2 separate regions of the Capsicum annuum genome follow, and region 2 is linked to region 1. Evidence: chromatin contacts called from public Hi-C data. All regions are on one chromosome and are shown on one strand. Each heading gives the region's core, a stretch centred on a gene start, on an enhancer-like site or on the middle of the called end of the contact. The rest is flanking DNA. Distances are from core to core; before and after follow the strand shown.

Evidence for each region. Hi-C and Micro-C count contacts between places; a contact is called where the count stands out from the background.
Region 2: a Hi-C map of leaf shows a contact between it and region 1, with 2.1 times the contacts expected there. The contact joins the promoter of LOC107853514 here to the enhancer-like site in region 1. A contact is called at or near these places in 2 of 5 Hi-C or Micro-C datasets (leaf and placenta).

What each region holds. Positions count from the first base shown.
Region 1 is chr7:179,410,420-179,416,110 of UCD10Xv1.1, forward strand. It overlaps LOC107878110 (protein ACTIVITY OF BC1 COMPLEX KINASE 7, chloroplastic), which reads left to right. Exons shown (of 17, transcript XM_047415300.1): 11 at 30-86; 12 at 210-293; 13 at 1,556-1,640; 14 at 1,876-1,937; 15 at 2,023-2,097; 16 at 2,195-2,299; 17 at 3,110-3,601. The coding sequence ends at 3,145. Among protein-coding and RNA genes, the nearest start is that of LOC107878110, 20 kb to the left of the region's middle. Within about 2 kb of position 2,927, at least 5 of the 5 cell types and tissues checked have an H3K27ac peak or open chromatin away from gene starts, as enhancers often do. A contact at or near this core is called in leaf, where this site is marked.
Region 2 is chr7:179,612,305-179,617,928 of UCD10Xv1.1, forward strand. LOC107853514 (pentatricopeptide repeat-containing protein At3g54980, mitochondrial) reads right to left here and starts at 2,586. Exons shown (of 2, transcript XM_016698502.2): 1 at 1-2,586. The coding sequence starts at 164.

The DNA.
Region 1 (5,691 bases), core at 1,677-4,176:
TTAATAAGACAAATATTATGTCTATACAGGTTATGCAAGGGCTTATTGATCTGGGAGCACTTCAGCCTACAGGAGACATGTCAGCTGTATGTTACATATTCTGACCCCCAATCCCTGCAAAGAAAAAGGAAGAAATCACAAATGAATTTGAAGGCTTATCTAAGCCTAGCTATATATTGACACTCCTTTAAACTTTTTGTTCTTCTTAGGTGAGGAGATCTATTCAGTTTTTCTTGGATAACTTGTTGAATCAAAGACCAGATCAGCAGCAGACTTTGGCTGCAATTGGTGAGGTATACAGAATTTGCAATTTTTCTCTTAAAATATCTATAAGTTTATTAGTAATTTTGGCATCTTTTAGGATATTGAAGAGAATAACGGTGGACTATATTTGGTTCAACTATTTTTATGGTCCACTCATTTGAGAGGTGTTTATGAAGATTGACTAGTATCTCATGGCATCCCTGTTTGCTTGAAATCACTTTGTCAAGATCCTAAATCATCAAGATTTACGAAATTATATTGATATGTTTCATTATTTTGTTAAATGTGAGGGATTTGCTTTTCAATATCTTTTTTACTCACTACTATGGAACTAAAAGTTATTCTCATGGCTGAAGAAATTCTTAAATCTCATGTCCCATGCATACTTGCTTGCATTTTTCTTCGTCCACCCTTAATAGTTAGCACAACAGCGTATTAGATATAAAGAACTTGATAGGTTATTAATAGCTGTCAAAGACTAGGTAACTTAAGACGTGGCTAATAAAATGGAATCTAGTTTTACTAATTGTTAGCAGCAAACAAACTAAAAAAGCAACGAATAAGCAAAAGAATCAGCGAATGTGGACATTAATTTAATGGTTTTCTGAATCACCAGCTGTTGGCTGTTGCTTGTTGGGTTTTAATAATGTTATGAACTATTCCAATTAAGTATGGGTTGCTGTAGTGTTTTTCTTTTTAATCATCTGCCAGCATAAGGAACGAGCAAGAGGAAAAACGAAGTTGATTCAAATAAAGATTTCTCTAAGAATTAGAAATGTTCTCCTTGATTAATTACAAAAAGAATAAATGATCTTCTTTTGTTCAATCATTGAGTAGAAGGGAAAGACAAGTGGTAAACTTATTCCTCGCCTTCTAATTATAAAGCTGAGTCAAGTATGGAAGCTTATTTGATTTCATTTACATGTGTGTGTATATACAAGAGAATACAAACTAAATAAGGAAAGAATCAAGTAATAAAGAATGCTGATCTTCTCCTAACTAGAAACAAAATCACTATGATATACTAAGATATGATGGAAGATCTGCTGAGATTGGGAAGATCAATCATGAGATATCTTCCAAGATAAGATGTATGCGCCAATACTAATTAGCTTATCACTCTGTGTCCTGGAACCACATTCACTAGACTTTTCAGCTGACTTGCAAAAATGTGTACTCAAACAATTAAACCGCTGTAGCTACAATACTGAAATTTCATGAGGTAGAGCATTAGTTTCAGTTCAAACTACCTTTGCGTGTTTCACAATATAACAAGAGGAAGATAATGCAGGATTTGTTTGCTATAGCAACTGATCAACCATTCCGTTTTCCTGCAACTTTTACATTTGTGATCAGGGCATTTTCCACGCTAGAAGGTGCTCTCTCTCCCTCTCTCTCTCTCTCTCTCTCTCTCTCTCTCTCTCTCTCATTCTTATTCTGAAAAGCAAGGGAACATCCATTAGTTAAATATAAATGTCAAGATCGTTAACTTTTAACAGTGTAGACTCTTGATATTAATTCCCTTTTTGACAGTTCCATTTTTGTGGCTATGATGTTATATCCCCTTACAGATTGAACTGAATGTTTGCATCTCTTGTTGCATTCTCGCAGGGATTGGCTACATATTGGATCCTGATTTCTCCTTTCCAAAGATTGGAGCACCATATGCACAGGTTGATAGATTGTCAAACAGCTAACGTTTCAGACAATTAAATCTTAGCTCCTTTATTGTCTAAAGTTGTTCAATCTGTCCTGCAGGAACTCCTGGACTTGAGACAGAAGCAGCGCAGTGGTCCACAACTTGTTCAGGAAATAAGGAAACAGGCTGATGATGTACCCTAACAAACCTTTTCTCAACAGTTTCTTGTTTTATGATCCGATCAAATAAGCTTGAGTGATGTATATACCATCTTATGTGAAATTCTTCCAGGCACGGACATCCACCATCTCCATGCCTTACAGAGTTCAGCGGATAGAAGAGATCGTCAAGCAGCTTGAGTCCGGAGATCTGAAACTCAGAGTTCGGGTCCTCGAGGTAATTAGTCTACTAGAAATCAGTGTGGCTTGCATCAATTATTCGATTTGGTTAATGAGCTTATAGTCTTAGACAATCTATGATCTACATTAATTGTCCTTCTCTGACAATTAGTCTCATGCAAATCATTTCACTTTCCCATACTTCTTGAAAATTGTGATCTGTCGAAGTCTGAGAGAGCAGCTCGGAAAGCTACAATTCTTCAAATGGCGACCATGTACACAGTTATAGGGGGTACCCTCGTAAACCTTGGTGTCACTTTTAGCAGTCAAGGCAGTCAAATTTTTGCAAATGGATCCTTTATTGGTGCAGGTACATTTTATGGACTATCTTCAGGTTTGATGAATTTGAATTGCACTTGTTTTTGCTGCCAAAAATTGACCTTATCTTTCTGTATGCAGGTGTTTTCCTGACTCTCTTGATTAGGTCCATGCAAAGAGTGAACAAACTTGATAAATTTGAAAAAATGATTTAAGTCATTATACATTGCCTCCCTCCCACCCCTTCTTTTGGCATCATTTTTTTCTTTTTTCTTTTTGTTATTTTGTTGGGGAGAGGGAGGGGCCAGGGAGCCAAAACGTGACTTCTTGCCATATTTAGGAACCATTTTTTTTTGTGGTGCACACACATACTTGTACCAAAGTTAAATTGGGAAGGAGGATAGGAATGTTCCTTGTATTTGTAATCATGTTCATATATTTGTATAGCAACAAATAAAATTTATGCTTCAAATGAAGGAGTGCATGTATATTGCCAATTACTCTCCTGGATTACTCAATGATCCCAATGTATGGTTTTTTTTTGATTTAGTGTAGGTTGGGTAGGGGGGATGTGAAAATGATTTGATCAAACAGCTATAAGCACTTGCTCCGGTTAATACAAAATGACCTATTGCAACGCCAGCAGATGTTGAAGGCAGAATGGGTGGAGTCGTTTCGAATCCAATTGTCTCAAGATTTTTGTTATAGTTCTAACTATAGAGTGAGCAAAAAGAAAAAGAAAAAGGAAAGCTTTGTGCATTTGTGGAGCCTTTGTGTTTTGCTCAACTGCCTATGTTGTGTGTGTGTGTATATACGAGTCGATGACAAGTCTCATATCCAAATCTTTAGTGGTGCAAGTGAAGAGGAACCTGGTGAGAGACAAATCACATTAAGATTCACATGGGTTTGCCTACTCTGCAATTGTCAAAGTACTCGGCGGGGGTAGAGCTTCACCGATGAGATCAGCAAAATTTGATAGCTTCAGTTCAAAGCATGTATCTGTATTTAGAGGTTCACTCAATCTATATAAATAATTTATCAAGATACGTAATCTGCCGTCTCTAAAATCTAGAACTCAAACTAAAAATTCACTAAATTTGTTGAAGAATCACACTAGCAAACAGATCTCCTCAGGACTATACCTTGAAGTTTAAACATGACTAGAGTTGAAAAATGAAACTTCTAGCAAACATCGACAATGTTATTATTAATGTCATTTCGGCATCTCATACATCCCTCATTAATTAGAAAAGAAAGTACTCTAAGCATACGAAACCAAATAAGAGATGATGAGATTAAGAGTTTTGTGGAGAGAAACCTCATTCAGTGTGCATATATGATATAATAGGTGAATGGTAAGTCGTAAATCACCTTATGTCACGCAAGTAAAAGAAAGAATATGTAGGTGTAATATACTACAATAATTAAATTACAGTTGAAAATGTAAGAAGTGAAGAAATAAAATAATTTTCTTCTTGGCTGAGGCGTGGATATCTCGCTCTCTTGAAGGAAATTCAAGCCCACTGCGGCATAATCTACACCGATCCAGTATATCTCATGATTTGTCCCCTCCAGGATAAAACAGTCGATCAATGATGTATAAATCAAGTAATTCAGGATTAGTTGAAGAATCCAAAGCTCCACCGTAAGAACATCTTCCTTCAACACATTAAAACTCTTTTTTTATACAGTGAATATAGTTGAAGACTTAGGATATTTTCTTTATCTCAACTCTTTCTTTCACTAATATATTTACTCTCTTTTGTATAGTGAATATAGTTGAAGACTTAAAATATTTTTTTTATCTCAGCTCTCTCTTTCACAACTACATTTACTCTTATCATCTTCTTCTTGTCACTTATAATGTACTACCACTCATCTCTTTTCATATGTACTTTAATACAAGGAAGAAAATATAAATAATACAAGGAAGAAAATATCATTTATATAGATGTAGTACTCTTCCATCTAGTAAATGAGGAAGTAATGGGTATTAAGTGAGGAAGAAGAATGTTTTAGGAATTTCATATGTTATATGAGTTACAATACATAAAGAGGTAGAATAATGGTAGTAGTTACAAGAAATTTATGGTCACTTCTTACTATTAACGCATAAGATTAAAGACACAAAATAATACGGTCGATAATGGACAAATAAAGTATTAGAAGTTATAAGAGTTATCAAAATATAATGACACCACTATCTTCACTTTATGTCCATCAATTATCATGCAATTTAGTTTTAATATTAAAATACACCAACATTCCCTCACTCATTTTAATCTTCAAATAAGAAAGTTCACCAATTTAGTAGAAGGGAGACTATTGCACATAATGAACGTGTGCTCTGCATTGAACCTTCACTTAGTAAAACAACAAACTTTACTCCAGAGTTAGTAGTGGTCTCAGACTTGAACTATGATTGCTTAAGAGAAATAAAGTATCACTGCTTATACATAACAATCAAGGTGTTGACAGAAGTTTTAATATCCAGCACATAACGGCTATGTGCTATCCCCATTTTTTATGAGCGTTTTTGAGAATAAGCCCAATTCTCATAGGAGGCGGCCAACTTCCACACTCACATAGGTCAAATATTTCAAAGGTAGTCCTATAATTCTAACATCCTACTTATACGAGATACAGAATTTCATTAAGAGTTCTTAGACTTAACCTTCACAAATCATTATAGAAACAAAATGCGTTTACATCATAGGGAGGGATAAAATAATAGTGCATTCACAATAAGTCATCATATGATTTGTTCTTTCCATTGAACCTGGTTATACGATCTCTAGTCCCCAGGTTAGGTTTCCTCATATATGACTTAGAAATTTTTGAGCTTGAATTCCTTCCAGCTCGATGTGCTTCAGACCATTTTCTTGCTAAGGCATTAGTTTCAAATCTACAAGATTATCACAAAGTTGACACAATTAATATTGGTATAACATTGATCAATATGATCTCACAATATTGTGTTTTTCTTCTTATTGTCTGAATTTATCATTATAATAATAATTTATACTCTACCAATAAATTTTGGTGCTATCATAGTAACTCAAAACTAGATAAATCAATTTCTCAAAATAAAGTGATTAATTAATTCACTTTTTCACCAGTTGAAACTAAAAT
Region 2 (5,624 bases), core at 1,336-3,835, 200 kb after region 1:
GTGTTAAAAGCTTTAGCAGAACCTATTCCCATTTGCAACATTTCCTGAAGCAAGTCCTGAGCTTTCTGCAAGTTCCCAGTTTTACAGCATCCATCAAAGAGAACATTATAAATGCTCCTATACCGAGAAAGCCCCCTAAGTATCATAAGAGTCAAACAAGCCATATGCCTCGGACAATTGTCCTCCTTTAGCTAAACAAGATATCATGGTAGTGTATGTCGCTCTATTTGGTCCCAAGCCTTTTTTTAAGATGATACTGAATATCATTTTAGCTCTCTCAGTTTGACCTGCATTAAGCAGCTCATCAATCAAGAGATTGTGAGTCCGTAAGTTGGGACGGATACCTCTGTTTTCCAGTTCCTTGTAAAGGGTAAAGGCCTTTTCAATCTCAGAGTGTAGAACAAAATAACAGATGAGAGATTTATAGGAGGAAACATCAGCAACCAGATTCTTGCCATGAAGTTCTGATATGACTTCAGCTGCTTCTAGCATTTTTTCGTTCACCAAGAGACCATAAAAGAGAATAAGATAGGCGTCACGCACTTCCAAAACCCCCATAGCAAGAATACTTCTAAATACCCCAAAGGCTTCGTTTACCTTACCACTTTTGCAGTTCACACTGATCAAAGCACTATAAATTCCTCCGTTGGGCTTAAACCCATGATGCAGCATCTGAAATAAATATCTTTCTGCATTTTGCAACTCCCCTTCTCCACAATATCCAATAACGAAGGCTTCATAAGTATCCTGGTCAGGTTTTAGGCCTCTATCCAGCATTTCAACCAAGCAACTTTGAGCAGCTTTCATCTCCCGTGTCCCGCAGAGGCCCTTTATAAGAGTATTGTAATGGGGAGTAGCTGGAATAATCACCTGACATCAATAGCCTCCAAAATCCTCCTCAACTGCTCTAAGTAACCTTTACGAGAATAATTTTTAAACAAAGTTCTCCAGGTAAGAGCATTTTGCTTGCCATTCTTCGTTATCAAGTCTGAAAGAGAAGACATAGCTGAGTCCGTATCCTTATTGCGGCAGAGACAATCAGTAATTATACAATACGTTGACTCAACAGAGGCCAGATTTTTCTTCTTCAATTCTTCAAGAAGCTCCAAGGCAGTGGCGACATTACCCCCTTGACAATGTCCCTCAATCAACAAGGTATAAGTTGTCAAATCAGGCTTGATACCTTCTCCGGTCATGTCACCCACAAGTTTGTGTGCCTTCTCCATCATACCACACTTGCAGAGCCCACGAAGAAGTGTATTGCAAAGGTTTAAATCAATGCCTTTAGCATCCTTTATATCCTTCATTTTAAAAGCTTCATCCACATCATCTCTCAAGTAAGAATCTAGTAAAGCTTCATAAACAACTGAGTCAAGCTTCACTCCCCGCTCAGTCATCTCAGCAAATACCATTATTGCCTCTTTAAATCTATTTGCAGCACAAAGCCCGTCAATAAATGTGGTATAAATATATCGATTAGGAACTAATGACTTGGCAAACATGCTTTTTTTAAGCTGAATTGCCTCATCCACATGCTCAGCTCTAAACAACCCCTTCATCAAAATGTTATAGGTAAACATATTTGAACAAAAGCCCTTCTCTTCCATCTCAGCCAATACTTTCTTGGCATCACTAAAATTCCCCTCTCTACAATGAGCATCCACCATACTAGTATACGTAATTGCATTGAAGGTAATATTAGCTTCACTCATTGAATTAGTAACTCGCCAAAACAATCTAAAGTTACTATCTTTCAACAAATCCGTCAACAAACGGTTACAACAGAACAAGCTAGGGACACAATCAAGATCTTTATTATGAGCAAAAATAACACTAGCAGCTTCAAACAAGTACTTTTTCTCTCTGTACTTATCCATCAACAACCCAAATATGATATGATCAAATTTTCTTGATTCATCCAATTCTTTACGACAATTATCAATAGATTTCACAACATCTAAAGGGGGTAAACCGAATTTAATCACAATATCAAGAACAGAACTAGCAGGACCATACAAATTGTTACTACATAAAAGGACAGCTAGAAATGAATGAATTTCCAAATCTGATTGAATACCCACTTTGTGTTTTGACCATTGGAAGAAACTGAGAAGGCGTTCAAGGTGGTTAGTCAATTGATGTTGATGAAGAATAGAGCGAACCACATCTGGATTTAGCTTCTTTTTTAATCCTGAGGATTGAATGAGCCTTTTCCACTTCTTGTTTTTAAGAATTTGGGTGAGTTCTTGGACCAAGATTTGGTTGTTTTGTGGAAGCTGAGAGTTGCAATTATGTCTGTGAAATGTAGTTTGTTCAATACATCTTGTGATTTTCCTATGAAAAACCCTCCACATAGTTTTGGAATTTTCAAGGAGGATTTGGACCAAGGGAGTAACTTGGAAACAAGTGAGCAGGAGAAGTCAAGTTAGCTGAACCCTAGAAGATGCAATTCCAAAGTTCCTAGGCTGATCACTGGTTAGTTGGTGCAATTTTAACAAGTTACTAACATTGGTGTTTCTTTAAATTTTTGGTTGCAAAGATATTAGTAATATCAATATCATAATCCATACCAAATGAAAAATTGGGAAAGCTGATTAACTTCTATTTATAACTTTATATCCAAACTAGATGCATGAGGTCCGTGCTAAATTCGGAACCAAACTCATCACAAAGAATATAAAATTTAATTTTAAAATCAAAATGACTTAAGTCACATTTCTATTGTATAATTAATTTATTTTAGTGATACATTGATTATGTCTTGAGTGATAAGTCATTATGATTATTAAAATTTTTTCGTTATATTTGGATAACTTTTAAATGACTTTATTTATGAGAAAGAAAGTATGAAGGATAATTAGCAAATATGAATAGACATATAATTCAACTTAAAATATATAAATGATGTGTTCAAAATGTTTTAAATTTTTTTTCATATTTGATAGATTTTTGAAAAAAAAATATTTTCTTTAGAAAAATAAGTTTTTTTAGACTTATAAAAAGAACTTCGTAGAAGTAGGAAAATAATATCTTTTTTATATTTTACATTCATTGAGCCATTCACTCTTTAATATACCTTGTCTTCATAACACCGATAGTTGTTATCCCTTCCACCCCATACATCCCCTCTCATAGTACTTATCTAAATTATATATAAATAGTTTTTAAATAATAATTTACTAACATACCAAATATAAGAAAATAAGTAAGAAACACACTAATTTTTTTGAAAAATACTTTAAAAATAATATTTTTCATAAAAAGCATGTTTGTACCAAACACGCATCTAAAAAGAGCATAAGTATTATTAGAAAATAATAAATACTTTGATTGAAAATGAGACTGTAACTTTAAAGTTGCACAAATTTTATCAAAATGTAAAAAAGTAAATATGCATTCTATCCGTTTCATTTTATTTTATATTTATTGATTTGGTCTTCCTATTAATAAGAAGTTATGTAATAGGAGTTTGTTTATTTATCTCAACAGTTATGATTTAAAAGTGTAGAGATAATGTCTAATTACACCTTGAACTATACCCAAAAAAGTTATGACACACCTCAACTTAAAGGGAGTTCTATTACTCCTGAACTAATTAAAAGTGTAATTTTGATACCCTTAGTGTCTACGTGGTGCTTACGTAGTACATACGTGGTCCAACACACTGAAATATCCACGTAGGCACACGTGTGTGCCACATAGGCACCACGTAGGCACTAAGGGTGTCAAAATTACACTTTTAATTAGTTCAGGAGGTAATAGGACTCCCTTTAAGTTGAGGTGTGTCATATCATTTTTGAGTATAGTTCAGGAGGTAATTGGGTATTTTTTTCAAAAGTGTATGATTGACAACTATTATGTTGTATAGTTACTTAGTAGAAAGAGTAATATTGGAAGAAAATAATAAACCTCTATTTATTTACTAAAATAATAAGTAAAACAAAAATTTTACTTTTAGTATAAGGGTAAGTAAAATGAAAAGAGAGAGAAAAAGGTACTCTCTTAATTCATTTTTACTTGGTTTTTTAACTTGAAAAATAACTTAAGAACTTAATATATTAAGAGTAAAACATATGAAATTATCCTTATTAAGTATGTTTTAAAATTTTAGGACTACCAAAACGAGAGATTCTCCCATATATACAATTATATATAGTTATAATACATCTCAATGTGGAGTTGATCAGCACAATAAATACATCTATCTATCTATGTCTTTCTATTATAAAAATACGAATAATTTTCTCTAAATGTTAAAAATTAAAACACCCCTCAAATATCAAAGACTTTAATATCCTTAAATTTTGTAATTAACTAAGGATAAAATAGTCCAAAGAACCACAAAAGTTGTTTATCCTACTATAATAAAGCTACGGCTTTATCCTAATATACCATGGATTGGCCCATTGAGCAAATGTTTTAGCATAAATAACATAAAATCTCAAGTTGGTGTCTAATTATAGAAATTCTGACTATTTGCATGTCTGTAGAAAATTCTAATATTTTAGTTATCAAGATACCTAAATAGGCGCCGACATACCGATCATGATAGATAGCTACCAAAATAAGAGATTTCAAAAATAACAGATTTTGCCTGAATAAATGCAACAGCTTCAAAAATTCAAAATTCTTTCACACGATCAAGCTCCTTCAACAAAATTCTCCTTAATTTGTCCATCTTTATTTTTTTTTAATTTTTGAGTTTTCTACACAATACTCAATGAATATTTCAATTTTGTCGAGGCATTCTGGAGTTTAGATATCAAATATTCAATACGCAAAATATAAAAGTGAGGAAACTATTGTCGGTGAAAATATTTTGTAGTTAAATTTGATTTCAATCCTAGCAACTGATTTAAAAATTGACGAATCAATGAAGAAAACTGATATTTGAGACATCATAGAAGAAAATTCCTCAACAATGGTGATTCACAACAACAAAGGCATGAAGCCTTACGTCAAACTGGAAAAAAGTGTTTCATTTATAATGTATTTGTTGTGCGTAACTACAATGGAGAAATCTTTTATTGAAAGGACATTTGAAGTAGATACTGGTGCAATTATTTGTGTAGAAGGATTGAAAACGGATGTTCTAGCACTTGCAGTAATTGACTCAAAAAATGTTGACTCATTGTATATATCAAAAAACAAAATTGAAAATGTTATCGGTGATTGCAAAACTGCAGAGATTAAGGTGGATCAGCTTTACAAAAACAAGGCTGTTTTTGTATCTGTTATGACCAGATTTGCCATAGATCATAACGTGAACTTCAAAGCAAAATATTCCGACAAAGAAAGATATGTATATTTATGTATCTGGTCAACTGCATTGCGATATATACAAATAAAATATGTCGGATTGATCACTCCGATACATTAACAAATATGTATCATTTTAATACCCATGCCTAAATTTGATTTATTATCGTATACATTATTATAGATTATTCACACAATACATTAATTTTTGTCTAATGTATTGACTTTAATTATCTATAATGATCTTGGATCTAAGTCTCACCATAATTTTTACAAATTGAACTCTATAAAAGAAAGTAGGCCAATACATGAGAAGGCGTGGTGATAATATAAATATTAAGTAAATAAAAATATTTTCTTTCTAA